Linked DNA regions of Rattus norvegicus: all the other regions are linked to region 1. The links are chromatin contacts, called in public Hi-C maps. All regions are on one chromosome and are shown on one strand. The core of a region is the stretch at or near the end of the contact, and the rest is flanking DNA. Distances in the headings are between cores, read along the strand shown.

Region 1 (4,902 bases), core at 1,020-3,519:
ATGGAAACTCACAAGCCTGTAACTCCAGTTCTAGGACACCCAACTCCTTCTTTTGAACTATGTGGGTATCAGGCACTCAAGTGGTGGCATAAATACATGTAGGCAAAACATACACACACAAAAATAAATAAAATAAGGTGGAAAGCAATTGAGAAAGACCACTTGAAGTTTCTCTGGCCCACACCCACAGACAAATTAAAACTAAAAGATAAAATTTAAAAACAATCTGGACTCAGAACTCTGAGACAAACTTCAATGATAATGCTTCTACTATCTGGCTGACTTGGAAAAAATCACCCTGCTCCCATTAAAACATGACCAGCAGGCTAACTCTAGCCTTGTTCTGATTCTATAAATAAAGAATAAAAGTATCACTAGGCAATGACCATGCAACCATTTTTAAATGCAAGGAGCACAGACAGGCTGATTGAAACCTGATCTCTCAGCATCTGGGAACTGTGAATCCTTTAATCTATCAGCTCCTTATATCTCCTCTTGGCTTCCAAATAACTCTTATTCCACATCGTTACTCTACCTTTTATTTATTTATTTACACCCTGCCTTGTTCCAGCAAGGGTTTAACCCAGCTTATTCTATAGTGAGTCATAAGTAGATTCGTTTAAACTTAAAAAAGGGTAAGAAACTAGGGAGAGGCCAAGCCGCTGGCCCACTCCAAGCACACACATCCAAGTGAACAGGAGTGGCTGGCCCTGCCTGAATACCACTCAACAGCCACCAAGGGGCACTGGTTGCCACAACCTAGCCTCTCAGAGCTCTACCTCCTCAGCTGCTACATCCTTTTCAGCACTCAAAATGGTCTCCTGTTGTCCTATGTATGAGCGTCCCCAGAGGAGAGATAGGGGCTTCTGACTCCAGTCTTTGTAGGTTTGGTCTCCCCAGCTCCTGGTCTGGGTGAATGTACTCAGGTGAGGGTGCCACAGCCAGGCAGCCCTCTTCCAGTTTCTGAGATTTCTACTGGCTTACCTGAAAGCTGGACTTACCTCAAAGTGACCTCACATTTTACATGTTCACAGATTTATTTGAAAGGTCTTTTGCTCTTGATGGCTCTTGTCCTCTTATCTATGAGATGAGAGCCATGTCCACCTTTATGTCCCACAGATGAATTAAGTCATTCTGTGAAAGATCCACAAAAGCCAGTGTCCTCCCAGCTGATGAAAGTTCCATCCCATCCCTGTTTGGCCAGTCCACCCACTCCCCAGATGAGATCAGCCCATCAGAAGGGATGAGGGATTCCTTGCACTGAGTTAGCTGGAAGCCAGTAGAAATATCAGAAACTGGAAGAGGGCTGCCTGGCTGTGGCACCCTCACCTGAGTACATTCACCCAGACCAGGAGCTGGGGAGACCAAACCTACAAAGACTGGAGTCAGAAGCCCCTATCTCTCCTCTGGGGACGCTCATACATAGGATTTGGGACTAACCTAAAGAAAGAAGCCCTGGTATAGACAACACCATGCCGTTACAGTTGGCAAACAGGAGTTACTGGGGACAAATCTGGAGTTGTCTGGGGTGTTGCTGGGAGTCATGGGATGGAGGAGGTCTTGTCATGGGCAGACAGGGTAACAAAAGAGGAGGGTCTGGTTAGTTTGCAGGAAAAGGTATGCACAAGGAAAATGAGGGGACGGTACTGGAGGTTGGGTTCCCATAGGATAGATAGGTTTCCTATGGGGAAGGCATAAAACCGGGGTCTAGCCATAGGGAAGGCTTGGCTGATGGGTCTCCATGAACCCAATGGAGGCTGACACCTCTACAAGGAAAACGTGCAAGGACAAGCGGTGCAAGACGAGGGGTGACGAGGCCTCCACGAGACAATGCGGACTGTATAGAGTCGTATCCACCGAGGGGTCCGAGTTGGGCCATGGAGGCGTATTACTAATGGGAGATTCAGTTGGCCCAGGGGAGAGGTTCCCAGGGAGACTGGGAGTGGCACAAACGAGGGCAGGAGGGTTCGGGGTCCCCTGCACAGGCCCAGTCTCACCGTCAGACAGGGCCTCACTGCATTCGAAGCTGATCTCAAACCGGAAGGGGCTGTGGAAAGGGCTCGGGTTCTCCAGCACAGCCACATTCAGCACCGACACCTTGGCCATCACCTCGCCTGGGAGCCGCAGGTACTGTGGAGCCTTCTTCCGTGACTTGCTACAGAGAAGAAGGGGGTCGGCAGGACAGAAAGCTCGCACTGATTCCCAACTCTTCTTTCCGAAGAGCTTCTCCCGTAAGCGCGCTCCCTTCAAATAGCCGGCTCCGCCCTCCAGCCAATCGCCGCTAAGGATCTATGACGGCGCGAGCCGTCAGCCAATCCTGGGGCGTCTTCCGGCGCGCGCCTGGACCAACAGACCAATCAGAGACGCTCCCTCTTCACGGTCTACAGGAGGCGGAACGATAATCTCTTAGCTTCGTAAAGGTCTATCGGGAACCAATCCCTAGAGTCTCCGACTCGAATAGCTTGTACGGGTGGGCGGAGTTAGAGCGCGGAACTTCTCTTGTCCAATCCCAAGGGTTACCGCACCAGCATGACCCTCCCCTCGTTCCGCTTTTCCGGTAGACGCACCTCACAGAGAGCAGCGCCACCAACGGCCGAACGGTGGCGCGCGACTCTCACTAAAACGCGCAGAGGGGGACGGTACTTGCACTCCCAGTGATTGACTGTCGATAGAGGGCGGGGCATAGTGGGTTTCTGAGATGTGATTGGCTAATGTGGTGGGCATGAGGAAAGCTGGGCTGGAGCGCTGTGGAAATCGCACGCCCTCACAGTGAAAAGCATTAAGGAGGAAAAAGTGACTTAGGCCTTTAGGCGGCTGTCAGCAGGTGAGCGTTTTCGGGGACTACCCTGAGGGGTTCCTGCCTTTGTAAAAGACCGTTGAGAACCTTTGGATCACCCCGAGACAAAATGGCGCAGCGATGACGATGATGATGATGATGATGATGATGGTGGTGGTGGTGGTGGTGTGTGTGTGTGTGTGTGTGTCTGGGCTTGGTGGCACAGGCCTTTTATCCCAGCACACAGAAAGCAGAGGCAGGTAGGCCTTTGAGGCCCCTTCTAGGACAGCCAGGGCTACACAGAGACACCCTGTCTCCAATCACATTTATTTACTAGTTATTTTATAAGTACACTGCAGGTGTCTTCAGACACACCAGAAGAGGGCATCAGATCCCCCTTACAGATGGTTGTGAGCCACCATGTGGTTGCTGGGAATTGAATTCAGGACCTCTGGAAGAGCAGTCAGTGCTCTTTTTTTTTTTTTTTTTTTTTTTCTTTTTCTTTTTCATTTATTATATATGAGTACACTGTAGCTGTCTTCAGATACACCAGAAGAGGGAATCGGATCTCTTTACAGATGGTTGTGAGCCACCATGTGGTTGCTGGGAATTGAACTCATGACCTCTGGAAGAGCAGTCGGGTGCTCTTAACCACTGAGCCATCTCTCCAGCTGCCCCCCCATCACATTTTTTAAAGATTAAAAACAAAAAGAAGAGGTAGATGCATGCCATTAATCTCAGGACTCAAGAGATAGGCAGACTTTCGTGGGTCAGCCTGGTCTACACAGTGAGTTTGGAAGTAAATAAATTAGTTTTCACACTTGGCCAATGCAAAACGGCCAAGAAGCAATGAAAGTGATTTTTTTTTTTTTTTTTTTTTTTTTTGGAGCTGGGGACCGAACCCAGGGCCTTGCGCTTCCTAGGCAAGCGCTCTACCACTGAGCTAAATCCCCAACCCCATGAAAGTGATTTTTAATAGTACACTTAACTCAATAGAACAAAAATAATCATTTCAAACGTGACCATTATAAAAACACTAATGATCTATCTGTATCCTTTTACTTTGAGAGAAGTTTTCTGGATTCTGTATGTGTTTCACATTTCAAACACATCTGTAACCTAACACAGGACTGTGTACTTTGATTTGAAGGAGGGATCTGATCTTTACATTTCAGGAAATGTATAGTCAAAAATGTAAGCCAGTAATTTCAGCACTTGGGAGACAGGTTAGGAGTTCAAGGCCACCCTTGTGAGTACATGAGGAATTTGAGGGCTAGAGAGGTGGCTCAGTGCTTTGAGTATATATGTATGTATGTGTGTATATGTATATATGTTTATATTTAATGTTTTTCTTATTATTTAATGAGTTTTCAATTATTTAGCAATTAAGAACACATAATGCACCTATGGTGGGGGCACACACACACTTTTAACTCCAGGACTCAGGAGACAGAGGTAGGCAGGCAGATCTCTGTGAGTTTGAGACCAGCCTGGTCTACAGATTGAGTTCTAGGACAGCCAGATTACATAGAGAAACCCTGTCTGAAGAACAACAACAAAAACAAAACAACAAAAACCCAATAAAACAAAACCCAAAACAAACAAAACAAAACAACAACAAAAACCCGCCTCACATACAGCTCTTGCAGAGGAACCAAGTTCACCTCTCAGCCTACACTTGGCATAGCAGCTCACAATGGTCCATAGCTTCAGTTCCAGGGGATCCAAAACCCTCCTCTGACCATTGAATACACTAGGCAGCCATGTATTGTGCATACATATAGCCAAGCAAAACACTCAATAGTACATACAAATAAAACAATAAACGAATCTTTAGAAAAATAGCAGGGTGTAGTGGCATGCTCCTTTAATCTCAGCATTCAAGAGGCAGAAGGATCTCTGGGAGTTTGAGGAACCCTGACACAGTGAGTTCCAGGACAACCAGCTCTACACAGTCCCGCGCCACTCAAAGAACAAAAAAGGAAAAAGAAACTATGGGTTCATGTACTTCAATCCTAACTGTTCCCAAGTATGGTGGTTCAAATGAGAATGGCTCCGATAGGCTTGTATGTTTGAATGCCTGCTCCCCAGATGGTAGAACTGTTTAAGAAGTAAGATGTAGGGGT
Region 2 (4,902 bases), core at 1,006-3,505, 280 kb after region 1:
GGGCAGAGGCCAAGAGGGGGCAGAAAAGAGTTTGGCTTGAGGAGCGACTGCGCCCCTCACCAGCAGGGGGCTCCAGCAGATGCACGAAACCACCATGATGCCCACGAGCTGGCCCACCATTTCCACGTCGTGTGCGTGAACCCTGCGCGCGGAGCCGCCTCCCCGAGAGCTGCGGAGGGCAGCTGTGGTTGAAGTGATGGATGACGCAGACGAGGCGGAGGCCAAGCGGAGTCCACGGGACCCCCAGCGCCGGCGATCATCGGGACCTGCGTTCTCTCGGAAACGTCGAGAGCGACGCCGCCTCCAGCGGGCACGAAGGAGCGCCAGGCCGCTGAGCGTATTACACACTAGTGCGGCAAGGAGCGCAGCCAGGCCAAGGCCGGCGAAGAGGCCCGCAAGCAACGCCTGGCGCCAACCTCCAGGAGGCCCAAGGCTAATGAAACACCAAGTGCCAGGGTACTGTAGCTCGTAGTGACCCACGTGCACTAGTGGCAGCAGCGCCACTGCCAAAGCCATGGCGGCCAGCAGGGCTAGTGCCAGGCGTGCGCGGGCTACGGACACGCGCGCCGCGTGGATCAGCGGCTGCGTGACACCCACGCAGCGCTCCACGGCCATGCCACAGCCAAGCAAAAGTGGGCACAGGCCAAAGAAGACCATGCAGCCGCCCAGGAAATGACAGGCCCCGCCAGCGGGCGCACGTCCTGCAGTATACAGGCGAAGCACCAAGGCGCCCGGGATCACATGGCCTGCTAGGTCGATGGCAAGCAGGCTGGCGACGAACAACAGGAAGGTGGCAGTCGAGCGGCGGCGCCGCAGTCTGCCTGCAACCTGGGCCAGCAGCGCCAGCGCCAGCACGTTGGACACAGCACCCAGCGTCATGGAGAAGATAGGCAGCGCTGGTGATGTGCCGTTACCGCCTGTTGGCAGCACCACAGATGTATTGGGGACCCTGGGTGTTACACACGTTGTTGCCTCATCCACTAGGCTCAGGTTAAGCCCGTAGGGGCTCATATCAGTGGCCAAGAGGGCTGCGTAGATAAAAAGAGGGCACAGTGAGGTAGTGTCCCAACTTTCTGTGCCCAGGGCACCTCCACATGACCTTGGCTGCTCCCTTTCAGATCCCACTTCACCTGTCACTGCCTTCATCTCTTACGCCGGGCTTCACTCTGCCCTCACATCTGCTGGGGGGGCTTGATTGACTTGGCACAGGTCACTGGTATCTGTCCTGATCTCCACCCCACCCCCACCTCCTGGTTTCCACCCATCAGTTTCCTGGTCTGTGGCCCGGTGGACTAGACACTTACTGGCTTCTAATCCCAATCTCAACCCTCATGTCCGCCTGCCCACTGCTCCTTTTCAGAAGTCTCCTTGGCTTGCCCTGGAACCAGCCAGGCTAACCTTAAACTCAAAGACCCGCCTGCCTATGCCTGCTGTGTCTTGGGATTAAAGGCTCACACCACCGTGACCAGCTTTTGTCACCTTTTAACTCTGTCCTTGATGTCCATGTCCCGACACCTCCACCACTATAGTTCATCTCTTCCAATGGCCGTGTGGTACTAACTCAATCTGCAGTTTCATTTCTCCCCAAACAACACACCTCTACACCTTTAGACCCATTCCTGTGCCCCGAGGCCTCTCTGCCTGATCTCTTGTCTCCGAGGTCCTCTCTGTTCCCACAGCCCCCGGCTGCCACGAACCCATCTCTGATCTCTATGGTGCTCTCAGACCCCATGGGTCCACCTCTTTTTCCATAATCCCATCTCTGTTGCCTCCCTGTCTTCATGGCAATCTCTCACCAGTCTGGCATTGCCTCATTCAGATGCCCATCCCACGTCCCTATTTGAACCAGCCTCTGGCTTGTCCTTTCTCTCGTTGAGAGGAGATGGACAGCTTAGGGCTGAGAGCCATAAAACAGCAAGAGAGCAGGATGGCTAGAGTTCTCCTCCTCTGGCTTGCCATCCATCACGTCCCAGCTTCTTACCCAGTGCGCTCAGGATGCAGGGTCCCCATGGCCTGGAACTTGGCTCCTGCTGCCCACTCCAGCTACTCCCTGGCTCCCGGCAGGCCGCTCCCTCTTCCTGGGGCGGCTCCTCGGCTCCGTGCCGCCTCCACCCGCACTCCACTGGCCTCCAGGGGCTGCTCCACCCCATGCATGTCTGCCCTCTGGGGCTGGGAGCCTTGAGTGGGCAAAACCTCTACAGCTGGCAATGGTCAGGGCAACTGGGCCCAGCTCCTTCTCTTCAAGGACTGAAGTTTTCTGAATTGGTTTGGTTTCTGTGACCCCCTCCTCTGAGCGGGACAGGAGCAAACCCCCACACCCTCACCCGGGCCTCTTGCCCGCCTCATTAATAAAGTGGATAAAAATCTAAACACTGGAAAATGTGAGCATCGCCTGGGGCGAGCTGGGAGGGCTATGAACTCCCGTGAGGGGGGCGGGGGTGAGTGTGTGTGTGGTGGGGGGAAGGTGGGGGTTGTCCTCCTTGGGCTTGAGGGTTTGGGAGTTGCCTGTGTGATGGGTGCTAGCAAAGCCTCCTACCCTTGCCTTTATTGTTGTCACAGCTGGGCAGAGGGCAGCCTAGGCCAGGGCAAACAGGGAGTCCTCCTAGGAGAAAGGGAGCTGGTTAAATGGCTCAGGGGAGCCAGGCTATCATCTGCCTTAAGATGTGGAGGGCAATTCGCAGGGTACCTGAGTCTTTCTAACCCTGAACCCATAGCTATGCCTCACCTTTTATCTTGAAAAGGGGCCCATGCAGCCACTGTCAGATCCATCGTAATGGGAAGTAAACACTGGAGAGCACTCACCATTGCGGACTGTAACATCTATTCCCAATACGGACCCTTGAAATTGATGCTTGCCCACACCTCGGCACTGGAGGTAAATCTCACTGGCACTGTAAATCTGTTCCCAGCCCCAGAGCACACCTCCTGATGTAGTCCCCCTCAGACCAATGCCCATGGACCCCAAGAACTTGTCCTGAGACACATAATCACATCTCTAAGGCCTGGCTGGCTGTTTATCCTGAACCCCCACTGAACACACTGAACACAGCTCCCTGAAACTCAGAGGACCCAAGGCTCACCCACAATACTCACAGCTCTGGCTCGCCCTGGCCACCAACCATCCACTACACATGGCTCCACCCAACAAAGCCACACAATCCCAGCTGCGCCCAGCAGACATGCAAGACCCCAGCACGGGGCTTGGGGTACAGTTCAGTGACGGAGTGCATCCTGAGCATGTGTGAAGCCATGGGTTCCACAATCAGCAATGAAAACGGGCCTGAGATCAGGTGTGGCAAATGACCGCTGGCAAGTAGCCACCTGCAGGGCTCTGTCCCATATCCAGGATACTCATCTCTGCCTGGTACCAGCGAGCCAGCCCCACTCAGCCTTCCTGCAGCACCGCTGCTAGGCTCACCCCCAAACATTCCTACCGGGTGCTAGAGAGATCTCTGGCCTGGCTCCCCTTTTTCCAATTGCCTTCCTTCTCCCAAAGTCTGGCCAGGGTCCCACCCCACCCTTTCCTTGATCTCCCTAAATCCTAGGATAAAAATGGTCTGTCAAAACAAGCTTGGCAGGTTTATGTCTCTGTGAAGCACTGTGCCCCAAGTACAACCGGGCACAACCTGGGTGCTGTAACAGCGCAACAGGCTTTGCTGCCACAGAGGGGTTAGGTGTAGCCTTCTCACACAATAGGAGCATATGTGAGGCCTTGGTGAGTGGGGACCAGGTCTGAACCCCAAGCTAGCCAGAAACTTCAGCACTGCCTGGAAGCTTGATGGCCTCCAGCCAGGGGGAGGGGGCGGTGGGGCAGCCAACTCCTAATTCAATTTGGAATCCAGGATAGATTTCAGCTGCTGCATTCTTCCCCTGGCCACCCCTCCTGCCCCAGAGTCAAACAGCTCCCACAGTAAAATCTCTATATCCAAGGGCGTGTGTGTTGATACAAAAGCCACTGCCTCCTTCACCCCCACCCCCCACCACTGACTAAGGGAGAAGGAACCAGGGTTAACAACCTCCACTCAAATGGGAGGTAACAGAACCCAACTGAGGAGCTCCTGTCAGGTGGGAGAAGCTGAAGGGAGGCAGGAAGAACTGGGAGTGGTGATGCACACCTTTATTCCCAGCACTGTGAATGCAGATGCAGGTGGATCTCTGTGAGTTCAAGGCCAGCCTGGTTTACAGAAGGAGTTCCAGGACAGCCAGAGCTACATAGTGACTTTGTCTTGAAAAAAACAAAGCAAAAAAAGTAAAGTAGGGAGGTCATGACCCCGAAGAGAGCTGAGGCCAGGGGGACAGAAGGGGCAGTTGCCAGCTGATAGTGGGAAGTGTTGGGGATAGAGGTGGCTGGCTGCCTAGTGTGTTGGTCCCTCCCCATGCGCTTACTCTATTGAGGTAGGTGGGGAACCCGGCAGGGGTTGGCCGGGGACCCCAACCAGGCTGGGCACCGTGGCGGTACTGATTGGAGCGGGGCCTGGACCACAGGGCACTTGCAGCCTGTGCCATCCCCAGGCTGCGGAGTTACAGCCTAAGCTGTCAGCCCAGGTCTTGGCTGTGGTTTCTGGAAACCCCAGCTGGGCAAAGCCAGGTTATCTCAAGGTCCAGGTTCAGTCCCAGTCTTAGTAGCGGCCAACCTTGGCATCCCCGATGGCTCCCCAGACATCAAAGACGAATTCATCTGGGAATGCGAAGTCACCGAGCCGTTCATCCAGAGCTTCTGCCAGTTCGTCTGGGTTCCTTTTGTCTTTCCCCAGCTCCACCATCGTGGCAGCTGTCAGGGAGGAGAAAGACGGAGGCACGATGTAGCTCAACTCCGCCTGGGTGGGACCTGGAAGCCTGCTCCCACCTTCCAGGCACGGGTGCCCCACTCACCCAGCTCTGTGTCTCTGATCCCCATGTAGC
Region 3 (4,902 bases), core at 1,209-3,708, 260 kb after region 1:
GGAGAAGATACCCAGAGTCTGTCACACATATGCCACCCGGCAACACAGCACACATGATCCCATGTTTCGAGAGAGAGTAGCACAGTCCCAACAGCATCCAAGGTTTGCATCCTGTCACTTATACCTAGAGACACACTAACCCACAATGACATTAGAGCTCTCCCATTGGGTCATACCACCCTCAGAGGTGTCCCACCATTGTCCCATCCACAGCTGACTTCACATACAGCCAACAGGCTCAGCCCCTCTGCGTTTTGCTGTGTCCCCTATTGGGGTCCAAGGTGGAGTTCAGTCAAGAGTCTGAGCTCCCTTCTGCAGTGAGTTCCCCACCACTGCATCTCTCCTGAGGTACAGACCTCACCTCTGACAACAGCCAAGTCTCAAAACAGAATCCCAGAAGCCCCTAGAGATCAGAACTGAGCTATACCAACAAGAAGCCATGTAAGTGCCATACACCCACATCTAGGGTACTCCCACCTGTGGCCTACAGACATAATCACACTCACACCGTGGGCCTATACACCCTGAGGTAGATGGGGGCATTTATTCCAGCTAACCCTGAAGACCTGCATACCTGGTCACTAACTCACTCTCCTTCGTGCAAAGCCCATTTTGTCACTGAGAGCCATGTGTCTCCTGCCTGTGTACTTGCCCCCAGGCTCCTTTTCTGGACGAAGGCTTCCTATTGGCTGGGACAAAATCTCCTGGGTCTCCTGGAGTGACCACTGTATGAGCCTTTTCTCTTCTTGTTTCCTCAGATGCTCCCCAATCCCTTGCAGAGGGCAGCCCTGTCTGCTCATCCACCAACCTGAGCCGAGTGGCTGGCCTGGAGAAGCAGCTGGCCATTGAGCTCAAGGTCAAACAGGGGGCAGAAAACATGATCCAGACCTACAGCAATGGCAGCACCAAGGTAAGACAGTCCCGAACATTTCACCAATCACTGTGTGGAAGCTGTGTCCCGACTGCACCTACTAGTCCACTCCTGCCTCTGGGTCGGTCTGCTCTAGGCATCTCATGTCACTGCAGCCATTTGTCTGTGATTCTGTAGACACTTGCACAGAGATGTTCAGACAGGTGAGGAGGATGTAGCTCCAGCTGGTCCAAACTAGATCATGAGTCCTCAGTCCAGTGGAGGTCCAGACTTTGCAAATGAGGGTGCTGAGGCCCAGAGAAGAAAGCCAGCCTGAGGTCACAAAGCTAAACTGTAGTGACAATTTTGGAATTTTTGCTTCCTTACAAAGTCAGAATAAGAATATATTTTCATTTTAATCCCAGGTGTGGGATGTGCGGCTGTTTCAGACTGCCCACAGCAGCTGACTGTGATTTGCCTCGTGCTCTAGCAGAGGCGAGCTTTTGCCAGCTGCAGTAGTTATTGCAATTGTGTGACGTTTGGAACTCTGGGGACTTTTCAAAGGGTGTACAATTGTAGAGCCCCAGTTGGCAGGGTGGGTGGCTGTCGGTCACTCAGGGAGGTTGGTTACAGTTTGTTAGTAGTCATGCTCAAAGAAGAAAGATACAGAAATTAGACCCAAGGATCTTTCTCCCCCTCCATCCCCTCTATCCCTCTTCCTCTCCTATCTAGTGATGGGGGGGGGGGACCGAGGGGGATAAAGGGTGGGAAAAAGAAGAACCCACAAAGTAGCAAAGACCAGTTACACTCAGTTGTCAGGTAGCAAGCAGAGCTAGAACTGAAGCCCATGGACTTCCTATCACTGCACTGGCCCAGGACAATGGGAATGTGTCCTTGTATGCACGTGCGAATGCTCTTACCTTTTAGGATGTGGACAGCAGGGTCAGTGCTCAGACTTGAGTTCCCTCTCTGCCTGTCACCTTGCATGTCTGTCTCCAGGACCGGAAGCTGCTGTTGACGGCCCAACAGATGCTGCAGGATAGTAAGACCAAGATTGACATCATCCGCATGCAGCTTCGCCGGGCGCTACAAGCACTCCAGGCTGGCCAGCTGGAGAGTCAGGCAGCTCCTGATGAGGCCCACGGTAAGACCTTCCCTGGACATTGTCTGCCTGCATTTTGCCTTCCAGGGGTCACCCTTCAACCCATAATGTCCTGTTGTGGAGGGCAAGGAGGCAGGAATTAACCTCATGGTGAATGGAGCCTATTCCTGTCTGTTTCTGTTTCCTTCAAGGTTTGGGACAGAATAGTTCCTTCCTTCCTTCCTTCCTTCCTTCCTTCCTTCCTTCCTTCCTTCCTTCCTTTTGTTGTGTTTAGGATGGAATACAGGGGCTCCTATAAACTAGGCCTGTGTTTTTATTGAACCATGTCCCCAACTGTTCAATGATAAAAATCTATGTAGGCACTGTAGTACTTAATATGCCCTATTCTTGTTTTTAAGGTTGTTTTAAAAATATTTGTGTGTGTGTGTGTGTGTGTGTGTGTGCGTGCGCGCGCGTGCACACAAGTGCCTCAGAGGCCAGAAGAAGGCAACAGATCTCAGGGACTAGAGTCATAGGTGGTTGTGAGTCATCCATTGTGGGTCTGGGTAAACAGATTTGAGTCCTCTGGAAGAGCAGAAAGCTTTTTCAAACAATCAAGCCATCTCTCTAGCTCCACCCGCTGGTTGCTTTTAGTTTAGTTTAGAGACAGAATCTTTCTATTATAGCCCTGCCTGTTCTGGAACTTACTATGTCAACCAGGCTGGCTGGCCTCTAACTCACACAGAACTCTTCCTGCCTCTGCCTCCTGAGTGCTGGAATTAAATGTGTGTGTTACCATATCCAGCCTGTTTTTGTGTTTGGAGACAGGACATCATTATGTAGCCCTGGCTAGCCTTGATCTATGTAGCCCAGGCTACAGAGATCACCTCCATTCCCCTCTCTATCTTTTTTTTTTTCCTTTTGCTTTTTTTCTTTTGAGGAAAGATTTCACTCTGTGGCCCAAGCTAGACTTGAACTCTCAGTCCTCCTGCCCTCACCTGTGAGTGTGTGGAATCTCAGGCTTGCACTACCAGACCCACGTGCCTCTGTAAAGAAAGTTTTATTGGCACGCAAGTATAACCATTTTTTTCACGTTTGCTTTTTACCACATGCGCAGAGCTGAGAAGTGGTGACTGAGCCTTGGTGAGCCAGGTGTAGTGACACAGACCTATCATTCCATACCCTTTAATCACAGCATGCAGAAGGCAGAACAGGCACATCTTTGGGAGTTCCTGGCCAGCTAGGGCTACATGGTGAGACAAAATAGAATAGAACAGAAACAACCATCACAGATGCCAAGAGCTGAACATCTGTCCTGCTGCTCACTCACTGGCCCTGGACTTGTGGTAATTCTCCTGCCTCAGTCTCCCAGATACTGTGGTTGATCATAGGCATATGCTACTATGACCAACATTTTTTTTTCTTGTTTCATTTTGTGTGTGTGTGGTGTGTGTGTGTGTGTGTGTGTGTGTGTGTGTGTGTTGGCACAAGAAAGTGAGTCACCTTTGGGAGTCAGTTCTCTCTCTACCATGCGGGTTCTGGGAGTCGTCTTGATGGCAGGTTCCTTTATCTTCCCTGCCCCTTTGCTTTTTGGGGTGTGTGTGGGGGGTAGGGTCTCAGGTACCTCAGGCTGGCCCGGAACTCACGCTCTACTCCAGCTTCTGTGTCCCAGGTGCTGGGATCACGGGTCTCCACTCCACTCAGCTCCTTGTTTGCCTTTTGGGTTTCTTTTTTTTTTTTTTTTTTGGTTCTTTTTTTTTTTTTTTTTTTTTTTTTCGGAGCTGGGGACCGAACCCAGGGCCTTGCGCTTCCTAGGTAAGCGCTCTACCACTGAGCTAAATCCCCAGCCCCGCCTTTTGGGTTTCTTGTGTTATTTGTTGATGCTGCTTCAGGTGCTGAGGATAGAGTCAGGCCCTCCTGCACTGCAGTCAGGATTTACTAGTGCACCACACAGCTAGCTCTGTTACTCCTCTAAGGGCGATGCTCCCTCATGCCCTCATCCGACCCAGAGGCCCTGACTCCAGTGCCACCTCACTGGGGACGAGTCCCACATGTAAACCGGCCCAGGTTATACACACTCAGTGTCTTACTGTGTCCCTATTGGTGGGAGTTCAGTAGGACACGGAGGACCAGTGTCACATAAGAGTCTGAGTTTCGTCTTTGATAGTCCTTTGGTAAAAAATGTAATGTGTGGGTGAGGGCTGCTGGGTGTAGATGCTCTCTGCCCTTGTAGATTTTAGTGTTCCTTTTGTCCTATGCCAGTCTCTGGGAATGACAAGGGACTGCTACAATATATGTCCCTAAGCCTAGGTTGTCAGTGTGCCTGTGTGTCATCTCATGAAGGTAATTGGGTAACCATGTCCCTAGACATTATGGTGTTTGAGTAAGAGTGACTGAATTTGAGTGGAAGGTGACAGTCTCTTCCAGGGCAAGAATCACGATGTGCTTTGGTGGCTGTGTAGGCGAGCTGTGTCTGGGATCAGGCTAGTCTGAAGGTTGTCTCACTGTCCTGGGCCCATGTCCGTAGGAGATCCAGACCTGGGAGCCGTAGAGCTACGCATTGAGGAGCTACGACACCATTTTCGAGTAGAGCATGCAGTGGCAGAAGGCGCCAAGAATGTCCTGCGTCTGCTCAGTGCTGCAAAGGCCCCAGACCGCAAAGCAGTCAGCGAGGTGACATTGAGGGCTTCTGCTGGAGGCGTGGCATTCAAGGGATGTAAAAGAGAGAGGTCCTGGTGAGGGTGGCACAATAACTCAGGTGGACTGCCACTGGGTGTGAGCCTCAGTAGAGAGGAGGACAGCATTAGTCCTGTCTATGCTAGAGCTTCAGGGGGAGGTGAGGCCTGCGAGAGGTCCTCACAACAAGAAGCTTTAATGTGGGTGGTACCTCAGGGGGTCCTGGCACCAGCGAGGGGCAAAGCCTAGTTTTCAAGGTTCCACCTGATGGGTCTAAGTAGGTTTGAGGTTTAAC

Evidence for each region. A called contact is a pair of places that touch in the nucleus more often than the background predicts.
Region 2: a Hi-C map of prefrontal cortex shows a contact between it and region 1, with 2.5 times the contacts expected there. The contact joins the promoter of Ptger1 here to the promoter of Asf1b in region 1. A contact is called at or near these places in 3 of 12 Hi-C or Micro-C datasets (frontal cortex, kidney and prefrontal cortex).
Region 3: a contact with region 1 is called in a Hi-C map of Schwann cells, with 4 times the contacts expected there. The contact joins the enhancer-like site here to the promoter of Asf1b in region 1. A contact is called at or near these places in 3 of 12 Hi-C or Micro-C datasets (Schwann cells, frontal cortex and kidney).

The regions. Positions count from the first base shown.
Region 1 is chr19:41,098,083-41,102,984 of GRCr8, forward strand. It overlaps Asf1b (anti-silencing function 1B histone chaperone), which reads right to left and starts at 2,270. Exons shown (of 4, transcript NM_001107160.1): 1 at 1,998-2,270. The coding sequence starts at 2,106.
Region 2 is chr19:41,376,029-41,380,930 of GRCr8, forward strand. Ptger1 (prostaglandin E receptor 1) reads right to left here and starts at 2,256. Exons shown (of 3, transcript NM_001278475.1): 1 at 1,982-2,256; 2 at 61-1,028. The coding sequence starts at 1,011. It overlaps Gipc1 (GIPC PDZ domain containing family, member 1), which reads right to left. Exons shown (of 6, transcript NM_053341.3): 5 at 4,873-4,902; 6 at 4,097-4,771. The coding sequence ends at 4,620.
Region 3 is chr19:41,355,018-41,359,919 of GRCr8, forward strand. Pkn1 (protein kinase N1) reads left to right here. Exons shown (of 22, transcript NM_017175.2): 3 at 759-910; 4 at 1,850-1,994; 5 at 4,459-4,604. LOC120098561 (a long non-coding RNA gene) reads right to left here. Exons shown (of 4, transcript XR_005496885.2): 3 at 1-4,902. Among named protein-coding and RNA genes, the nearest start is that of Pkn1, 11 kb to the left of the region's middle. Within about 2 kb of position 2,459, at least 5 of the 93 cell types and tissues checked have an H3K27ac peak or open chromatin away from gene starts, as enhancers often do. A contact at or near this core is called in Schwann cells, where this site is marked.